Regions from separate parts of the Zea mays genome. Here region 2 is linked to region 1. The links are chromatin contacts, called in public Hi-C maps. All regions are on one chromosome and are shown on one strand. The core of a region is the stretch at or near the end of the contact, and the rest is flanking DNA. Distances in the headings are between cores, read along the strand shown. Region 1 overlaps LOC100274067. Region 2 has its middle 33 kb from the start of LOC109943045.

Region 1 (4,630 bases), core at 1,306-3,805:
CTTGTCTTGATAACTTCATGATATCACAAAGCCTTGGCTCCTCATTTGACAGGTCAAAGCTGCTGGGGATAACATAGTGGGCGTTGTTCTTCTACAAGAATTACCTCACCTATCACATCTTGGTGTTAGAGCTCGTCAAGTTCGTACCAAAAGCCTCATTTTATTTAAATACTGTTTCGTTTTTAATGAATTCCACTGCATTTTTTTGGAAAAGAAAAAAAGAATGCTACTTACATATGTTTCCAGGAGAAAGTTGTATTTGTAACTTGTGAAGACGATGACACGATTAAAAACATGAGGTTACTTGAGGGAAAACATGTCAGGTTAGGTTCTATTTTACTAACATTTCATTCCATTCTGATATGGACTGTGTTGGCTCGCATGTCCTGAAAAAACATTAAATGAACATATTTATTTATGGCCACTGTATGAGAAAAAAACAGGAAAGATGGCCCCCTCATAGTAAACCTGACTGCTAATTAAGCACCACTTAGTGGTATTGTAGTAGCATGCTACTCCTATGCACCCTCTACGTGAATTTATTTAGTGAGTTTTTGTGTTTCTTTTTCAGGTTGGGTGCATCATCCAATAATGTTGATCTTTCAGTTGTATCAAACAAAGATGACTGTGCTGCCATGTCTTCAGAGCCATCCGCTGGAGGAGATCTATTTGCACAGCAATTCTCACTATTGACTACAGACAAGAAGTTAGAATTGTCTGAGGTTAACTTTCTTTTGCCTCAAATCATGTAATCAAAGCATGCCAATCCACCACATCTTGCTAACTACATGTTACAACACATGTTTTTATACTTGCTCCTACTTTTTTTCTTTTCCCTAACTCTAAGGGACCTTCACTTCAGCAAAAGAGCTATACTTCCGTAGCAAATGGTATGTCTGGTGTGCTCGAGCTTTCAGAGGCATCGATTGAATCATCTGGTGCAAAAGCTGCTGCATGTGGAACTCTTTCGGTTCTTTCCTCAATGTCAAATAAAGGTACCGATTCCAGTTGTAATATCCATCAAATTCATGTCGATTTGTGTTACCTACTGTGTTGTGAATCAAGGTAGTTATCATTTATACAACCAGTTAATTTGCCTGGATGTTATTAGTATGTTGCTGGTTATTAACAGAGAAGTATTAAACAGGGCAGATAACTTGCATTCCACCCATCCATATTTGTAGAATATATGCACCGATGGTATCATTCAAAGCATGTAAATCTAGCTCATAATGCTGTACACTCCTTTAATGAATAACAAATGATTAAATATAGTGTTTAACCAAGGTGATCAAGAATAAGCCTAGTTTTCATGTAACAATAACTAAGAACGTTGTGATAGCTTTTTATGTGCTAGAATGGAAAAAAAAAAGATACTGTTAAGGTCGTTTTTGTAGATTGTGGCACAAATCTAGCCTAGTTCCTGGCGTGTGGTGTGTCTATGTTCGTTCTACTTGGGTTTGGGTTCTACTAGACTCTTGTACTACATTTTTCTACGTTAATAAAATGACGCGCAGCTCTCCTGCATAGTTCGAGAATAAAAGGTCGTTTCTGCTGTATGATTGTGTTTATGGATCCATAGACCTTGTACATTATGTACATTAAGATAAGAAAAAACTTATATGAGTACAACAGAACTGCAAGCTTATAGTAGTACGGTAGAACTGCTTTCTTGAAAATCTTATGTTTCATTTCCTATTATCTTACATTTTTCATTGATTATTGGGCAGTTTACAATGACCAAGGAACTCCAGCAGCATTCAGAGTTCCTGCAGGTGCTGTGATTCCTTTTGGATCCATGGAGGACGCCTTGAAGAAAAGTGGATCACTCAAATCCTACACTAATCTTCTAGAGAGGATCGAAACAGCTCAAATTGAAAATGGTGAACTTGATAGCCTATCCTCGAAGCTTCAAGCAACTGTTTCACTTCTTTCTCCATCGGAAGAAATCATTGAATCTTTGAAGAAAACATTTGATCAGAATGTTCGACTAATTGTGAGATCTACTGCTAATGTGGAGGATTTGGCTGGAATGTCTGCTGCTGGACTCTATGAATCAATTCCTAATGTCAGTCTCTCTGACCCTAGATCCTTTGGAGCTGCGGTTGGACAGGTTTGGGCATCATTATACACAAGGAGAGCAATCCTTAGCCGTCGAGCAGCCGGTGTACCTCAGAGAGACGCAAAGATGGCGGTTCTCGTGCAGGAAATGCTGCAGCCAGATCTCTCTTTTGTGCTTCATACAATTAGCCCAGTTGACCATGATCCCAAATTAGTAGAGGCTGAGGTTGCCCCTGGTCTTGGAGAAACCCTCGCTTCTGGTACCCGTGGCACTCCATGGAGACTCTCATGTCACAAGCTTGATGGCAAAGTCACAACTCTAGCTTTTGCGAATTTCAGTGAAGAGCTTATGGTGCTCAACTCTGGCCCTACCGATGGTGAAATGAGTCGTAGGACCGTAGACTACAGCAAGAAGCCGTTATCTGTTGATGCAACCTTTAGGGAGCAGTTTGGTCAGCGCCTTGCCGCCATTGGACAGTATCTGGAACAGAAGTTTGGAAGTGCCCAAGATGTGGAAGGTTGCCTGGTTGGCCCCGATATATTTATAGTTCAGAGCAGGCCACAACCACAATAAACAAAAAGTTTTGTGTGGTTACCTGGCTAGCTGAATAAAAATGGATACTGGCTGAAGAAATATATGGACTTCGTAGCACGCGTAGCAGTGATCGAGTCTTTTTTAATATGCTATCTCAGGTAAAATAATAATTTATTGGCACAGGTTTAGCCATTCACTAACTTGTATCAATTTTGTGAACTAAAGAACTTACTATTACATGTGGGAGCCACATGCTATTCTATTTCGATGGTACCTATTTTTTCGACTGTTTGAAAATCTATATGACGTATAGGCCTGTTTGTTTTAGCTTCTTGGCCGCTTCTGCCCACCAGAATTGGATTCTCGTAAACAACCGCCCGGCGGCCGAAGCGATTGTGGGGGAGCAGCCTTTCAACCGCAGCCGAGAAGCGGCTAAGAGGCCGTGGCCGATGGAAGCGGAAAGGATTCTTCGGAGAACGTTAGTTTGTGTTCGGTTTGATTTTTGACCTTGGCTTTTTTCCCTTAAAAGCTACTAAAAGCCAAACTAATATAAACCAGCTTTTTATTTTTTTATAAAGGAAGCTTTATTAAATTTTCAAGTTCATATATCAAGGTTATATAAAGTCTGAAAAAACACTTTATAAAACTGAAAGCATTTAGAAAGCAGCTTTTCTAAAAGCCGACTTTCTCACGGTGTAAAACTAAAAGCACCTTAGGATCTGTTTTTAGTGGTTTTAGGATAGAACTATGAAATATATATGAAATAATTTTTAATGATTTTTAGTGGTTTTCACCAAACGATTTTTTGTTTTTTAACAGTTCACAGCCACAACAGTTATTTTCATAGCTAATAGTCCAAATTAGCTTTTTCACGGTCACAACCTAACTAAACACACGATGAGTTTCCATGGCCTGTAGAAGGAGAAAGGATTCTTTGGAGAACATGAGAGTCAAAGAAGCTTCCACTTTTTTTGTGTAAAGTCAGGACCGTGGTCGTCTGACTCTTTCAATAAAAAGGAATAGCCAAATCTATCGAGCTGGCTGGTCAATCCCAGTGATCTTATCAGCCAGCAAAGTGGAGCCAGACGACCACAGTCCCGACTTTACCAGAACCGTAGGTTTACTGATCAATGAATTCAAAAGCATCAAACCTCTCGTTTTCGAAAGAATCGAAACACATTGAAATGGTACTAGGCGTACTTAAAAATAGAAGGATTTGGTAAAATTGTCCCTCCTAAAAAATATTCTAGAATAAATGGGCATTAGTTAGGAGAGGTGCCCGACGGCAAGAAGCAATGTTATTAGATACAGAAGGAAAGCTTGGCTAGAACCGCACGTGCAAGTCTGTGATAACTTCTTCAGGTTTGTGTGAACTAGTGGATCGATCACTAAGTGGTTAGTACCTCCAGCATGAGCAAACCTTTTTTGAACTGATTAGGAATGGGCGCCACTATCCTAGCTCGGATCTAGCCGAGTTCTATTGATCATGTCTACATCCCAACTAAAAATCCTTTATCCTCTCCCTAATCCTCCATTCCTGAAAGGAAGAACGTGGCATTCTTTTTTTTTCTTTCTGCAGGGACCAGGATATTGGATCTAGCCATAAGAGGAATGCTTGGTATAAATAAGCCACTTCTTGGTTTCGACCCCTTAAGTCACTACGAGCGCCCCCGATCAGTTTAATGCGATGTGACTATTTATCTATCTCTTGACTCGAAATGAGAGTAGAGCAGGTTTGATAAAGGATCTTAGATTGTCTAGGGTTAGGTTAGGTTCAAATCTAGGTGTCGGTTGACTCATCTTGGACTAACTTGTGTACTAAGTGTATGAATACATGTTCACTAAATGCAATTTGAAGATGCTTAAGTCCAAATGAGCTCAAAAGAGGCCAGGAATTGCAACTTTGTGTAAAAGGGTAAAACTGTGAGGTTTGAACCCTTAGGTATGTTACATATGGATATTACAATGTTTCTAGTACTTGTGTTTGCACTCTAACTCATTTTGTAGAGAAAAGTGTTTTTTGGACTTAGTTTG
Region 2 (4,347 bases), core at 1,671-4,170, 240 kb after region 1:
GCCTTTGTCTTGACTATGTACGACCCTTCCCACTTCGGCTCTAGTTTGCCCCGGGACTCTGTCCTGGTGGTCCTCACGAGTAATAGATCCCCTTCGTTGAATTCTCTTGGGACGATAGTGTTGTCACACCATGCCTTGTTCTGGACCTGATACTTGTTTAGGGCCTGCAGGGCGAGGACACGGTCTCTGTCGATGAGATCTTTGGAGGTTGGTTCGTCGACGTCGGGGACGGCTGATTCGTTTGTTCGGGGGACCCGTGCTTTAACTCTTGCTGTGTTATTGCTTCGGATCCATACATCAGGCGAAAGAGTGTGAAGCCGGTTGCTCGACACTCTGTCGTATTCAGTGCCCATATGACTTCGGGTAATTGGTTTGCCCATTTGCCCTTTTTTGTCGTCAAGGAGCCTTTTCTTAACGGCAATAAAAATCTTGCCATTGGCACGTTCGACGACGTCGTTGGATTGTGGGTGGTAGACAGAGGCGAAGACTGGCTTTGTGCCGATGGAACTGCAGATTCCCAGAAGTCTTGGTTGTCGAACTGTTTGCCGTTGTCGACTGTTAGCTTGGACAGGACTCCGAACCGGCAGACAATGTTTTGCTAGAAGAATTTTTGGGCGGTCTTCGCTGTAATCGTGGAGACTGCTCTAGCCTCGATCCACTTGGTAAAATATTCGACGACGACGAAGGTGAACTTTAGGTTCCCTTGAGTTGTAGGCAGTGGCCCAACGATGTCCAGCCCCCAACGCTGAAGTGGCCAGGTGTGGGCGATGAACTTGGCGAATTGCGAAGGGGCGCCTGAGCGAGGGGAGAATTTTTGGCATGCTTCGCATGACCTGGTGACTCGGTTTTCCATGCATATTATCGCGGGCCAATAAAATCCCTGACGAATCACCTTGGCTACGAGGGCCCTGGGCCCTAAGGGTGACCCACAGGTTCCGCCATGGACTTCACGAAGTATCTGAAGGCCTTCGGTTTCGGTTATGCATTTCAGCATAGGCTGGCTGATGCCCTTTTTGTAAAGCTGACCCTCGACTATTGCAAAATCTCTGCTCCTGTGTTTCAGTCGTTTGGCTTCATTTCGACCGGTTGGATGGTAATGGCCCTGGAGGTATAGTGTTATTAGGGCCCGCCAGTCTTCGGCCATTATGAGGTTGACGATTCAGTGGCCCTCGACGTCTTGAGTTATTTGCAAGCCTTTAGGGTTGCGGACGGTTGGTGTGCCGATGACGTGGTAGAACACGTCTGTCGCACCTGGGTTTCAGGGCAAAGACCCGGGCGCGAACATAATCACCAACCCAATTAAGTAGTAGAACAAAAGTAATAACAACACCTGCGATGCAATGCATATGACAAATTGAATTTAAGTTCCATAAATTAATCATATGAGTGTCCGAGCTGCTCATGACCGTGAGCACGGCTAGTATACCAGTTTTACACTATGCAGAGGTTGCGCATCTTTACCCACAAGTCATGTTACCCATCTGCCGAGAGACGTCAATCCCATACACCTCTACCGAGGAGGCGAGGCGGGGTAACACTACGAGGCCTTTACAAAGTTTCACTAGCTTCAGAAAACCCGCTACAGTTTATAGGAAGCTCCAATGCAGTAATCACTCGCCTGACCGCCATCGCAGCAAAATCAACCCGAGGACCTCCCTACACTGACCACTCCCCTACTGCCCTTTCCCCTTTCGGGCAAGGTAGTCCTCCACTAGCTTTCCTAGTTAGTCAGCCAAGGGCGTCCCATTCCACCCTTGTGGTAGCACTGTTTTCCCGGGTGGTTCTCCATGTTCCAATTAACATAATGATCTTAACATGAACAGTAAATAACAGCTGATAATAAAAGTATAATCATGAATAGTGTGTATCTCTATACCCAAAACCACATAAAGCAACAGCAGGTACTACCCAAAATTCCGTGGTGAACATGGTATAAAGATAGTCAAACTAGGGTAACCTATTGGGTCCCATCAAAATTAACCTATACAGATCATTATGATTAATTAGAACATGATTGGGTAAAAAGAAGTGATCAAGGGCACAACTTGCCTGGGACTTGAGATTCCAGGTACCAACTTGCTCTTCAGGTGACTCGTAACCTCGCGCTAGTTGTAGCAATACAAACAAACAGTGTATAGGCAAATCTAACATCACACCAAACATAAGAACAAATAGTGTAAGAATATTCTACAGGCTTCTACGAGATCGTGGATAGAACAAGATTGTTTTTTTAGACACAATTGATCTAACAAATGGGACCTAACAGATATTGCATTTAAACTAAGCAGATAAAAATATTTGAGTCGGTATTAATCAATTTAACAATTATTTATAAAAAGTGTAGGTTAGAACTAAAAATTATATTAACTAGATTACCTTGCTAATTAACGTTAATTAAACAAATATTTAATTAGTTAATTATTGAAAACATTTGTAATGATGAAATAATATTTTTAATACATGGACATCATTAATACAAATATAACATAACTAGAATGGAGTAAATTGGATTTATAACGCAAAATATATCGTCTAATTTATAGATCTCGAATTTATTGATGTGGCGTGTTTCTATTGGTCGTAAGGAGGCCACACAAAGGGTCACAACCTTTTGCAGCCTTGCAGACGCAGAGGATCGAGAGGTGGATCAAACGTGCATATCACTTTTCCACCGGCCTTACGCACTACGGTAGAATCACGTACGACCCGGCTACAGGAGCGAAGACGCACACCGGTGGAGACCTCAACGGCGTAGCGTATGCAGGCGCTCCAGTGCATCGAACTTAAAACAGACCGACGCTGCTAAAATCTGGATGATACAGAACGTCATTGAAGGACTTTTACCGGTGGTATGCAGGGGGACCCAGTCCATTGTGCGTCACGGCTTGTTCGTTGAGGTTCGGCGACAGTTTCCAACCACGACCCTACACTGCTTCCCGAGGTCGAAACGGTAGCGACGGTGGACCACCAGCACGACAGCACATGACGGCTCCAAGCTCTATCTCTCTCTCTGGTCGGCGCCCGGTGGCTTTCTGGTGATGGGCAGGGGCGGCGGCCGGGTTTTATAGGCAGTCCTGCGAGGATCGAGTCCAGGGGGGCCGCGGGTTCCACGGCGAGGAGATCGGCAGGAGACAGTTGCGCCAAGCTCGCGGATTCTGTTGCGCACCCGCGTCTGATTCCCAGGAAGAGGACGACCCGACGGGGCGGGTCCAAGAGGCAGTGAGGAATTTGGCTCAGGCGCGCGTGTGGTACTGGGCCGCGCGAGTGAAATGGTACTGGGCCGAGGTAAGGGAAGGACGGGGAAATTCCTATCTGACCCAATCCGAATTCCCTTATTTTTTTCTCTATTCCTATTTCCAATTTGAAGCATTTAAACCAAATTCAAATCCCTATTTTGAATTTCCGATTCCAAGCGTCAAAATTAATACTGCTGTGAATCTAAACTTTACTGTTTGTGATAACAATATTTATTCTTTTCCTTATTATTTATTTTTGGGAGAAATAAATGGCTTAAGTAAAATTTTCTTTCCATTCTCTTTTATTTTCTATTTCTATTTCCAACTTCCAATTTCCTAATTTTGAGCTTGTCTCACAATTTGAATGCAAATACAAAATGCAAGAGCTTTATCATGAAGCTCATATTTTTGTATTTAATTATTTTGTTATTTGGCTAACTTAATTCCATTTAGTTGAATGTTCAAAAGTAGAGGAGATCAAATAACATCCACAGGTCTCAAAAATCCCTAAAACATTATTCATTTATTTACTTCATCATCATTGTTATTATTTCCTACCAATTTTGGGCTTTACAACGTCAGAGGGCGGGGCCCGCCCTTGGCTGCTGCCTTGGCCAACGCATCGGCCTCTTCGTTCTTGTTGCGCTCGACATGCTGCAGGGTGAAACCCTTGAATTGTTTTTCGAGGCCACAGACGGCGGTGATGTATTGTATGAGCACAGGCTCCTTTGCTAAGTACTCCTTTTCGATCTGGCCAGCGACGAACTTGGAGTCTGTTCTGATGATGCATGTGATGACGCCGAGGGCCCGTATTTTGCGAAGTACCAGGATGACGACTTCGTATTCTGCTATGTTGTTAGTGCACCTGTCGGACCCTAGAGCAAAGCTGAGGCACGCGGCGTATCTGTACTTGACAATGGCGGGTGATGTGATAATCGCCGCGGCGCCTGCCCCCGTATGGCACCATGCGCCATCGTAGTGGATGGTCCAGACTTTTTTTGAGTGTTCTTGCTGGGGCCCCATAGGTCCTGTCCAGTCGACGATGAAGTCCGCCAAGACTTGTGACTTGATTGCCGTTCTGGGCTCAAAGATGATGCGGTACCCGGACATT

The links. A called contact is a pair of places that touch in the nucleus more often than the background predicts.
Region 2: a contact with region 1 is called in a Hi-C map of leaf, with 5 times the contacts expected there. The contact joins two enhancer-like sites. A contact is called at or near these places in 4 of 25 Hi-C or Micro-C datasets (ear, endosperm, leaf and 1 more).

Annotation. Positions count from the first base shown.
Region 1 is chr10:20,653,671-20,658,300 of Zm-B73-REFERENCE-NAM-5.0, forward strand. LOC100274067 reads left to right here. Exons shown (of 19, transcript NM_001360531.1): 15 at 53-139; 16 at 247-323; 17 at 572-722; 18 at 863-995; 19 at 1,731-2,883. The coding sequence ends at 2,635. Among protein-coding and RNA genes, the nearest start is that of LOC103640930, 56 kb to the left of the region's middle. Within about 2 kb of position 2,556, at least 6 of the 20 cell types and tissues checked have an H3K27ac peak or open chromatin away from gene starts, as enhancers often do. A contact at or near this core is called in leaf, where this site is marked.
Region 2 is chr10:20,896,336-20,900,682 of Zm-B73-REFERENCE-NAM-5.0, forward strand. No RefSeq gene overlaps it. Among protein-coding and RNA genes, the nearest start is that of LOC109943045, 33 kb to the left of the region's middle. Within about 2 kb of position 2,921, at least 18 of the 20 cell types and tissues checked have an H3K27ac peak or open chromatin away from gene starts, as enhancers often do. A contact at or near this core is called in leaf, where this site is marked.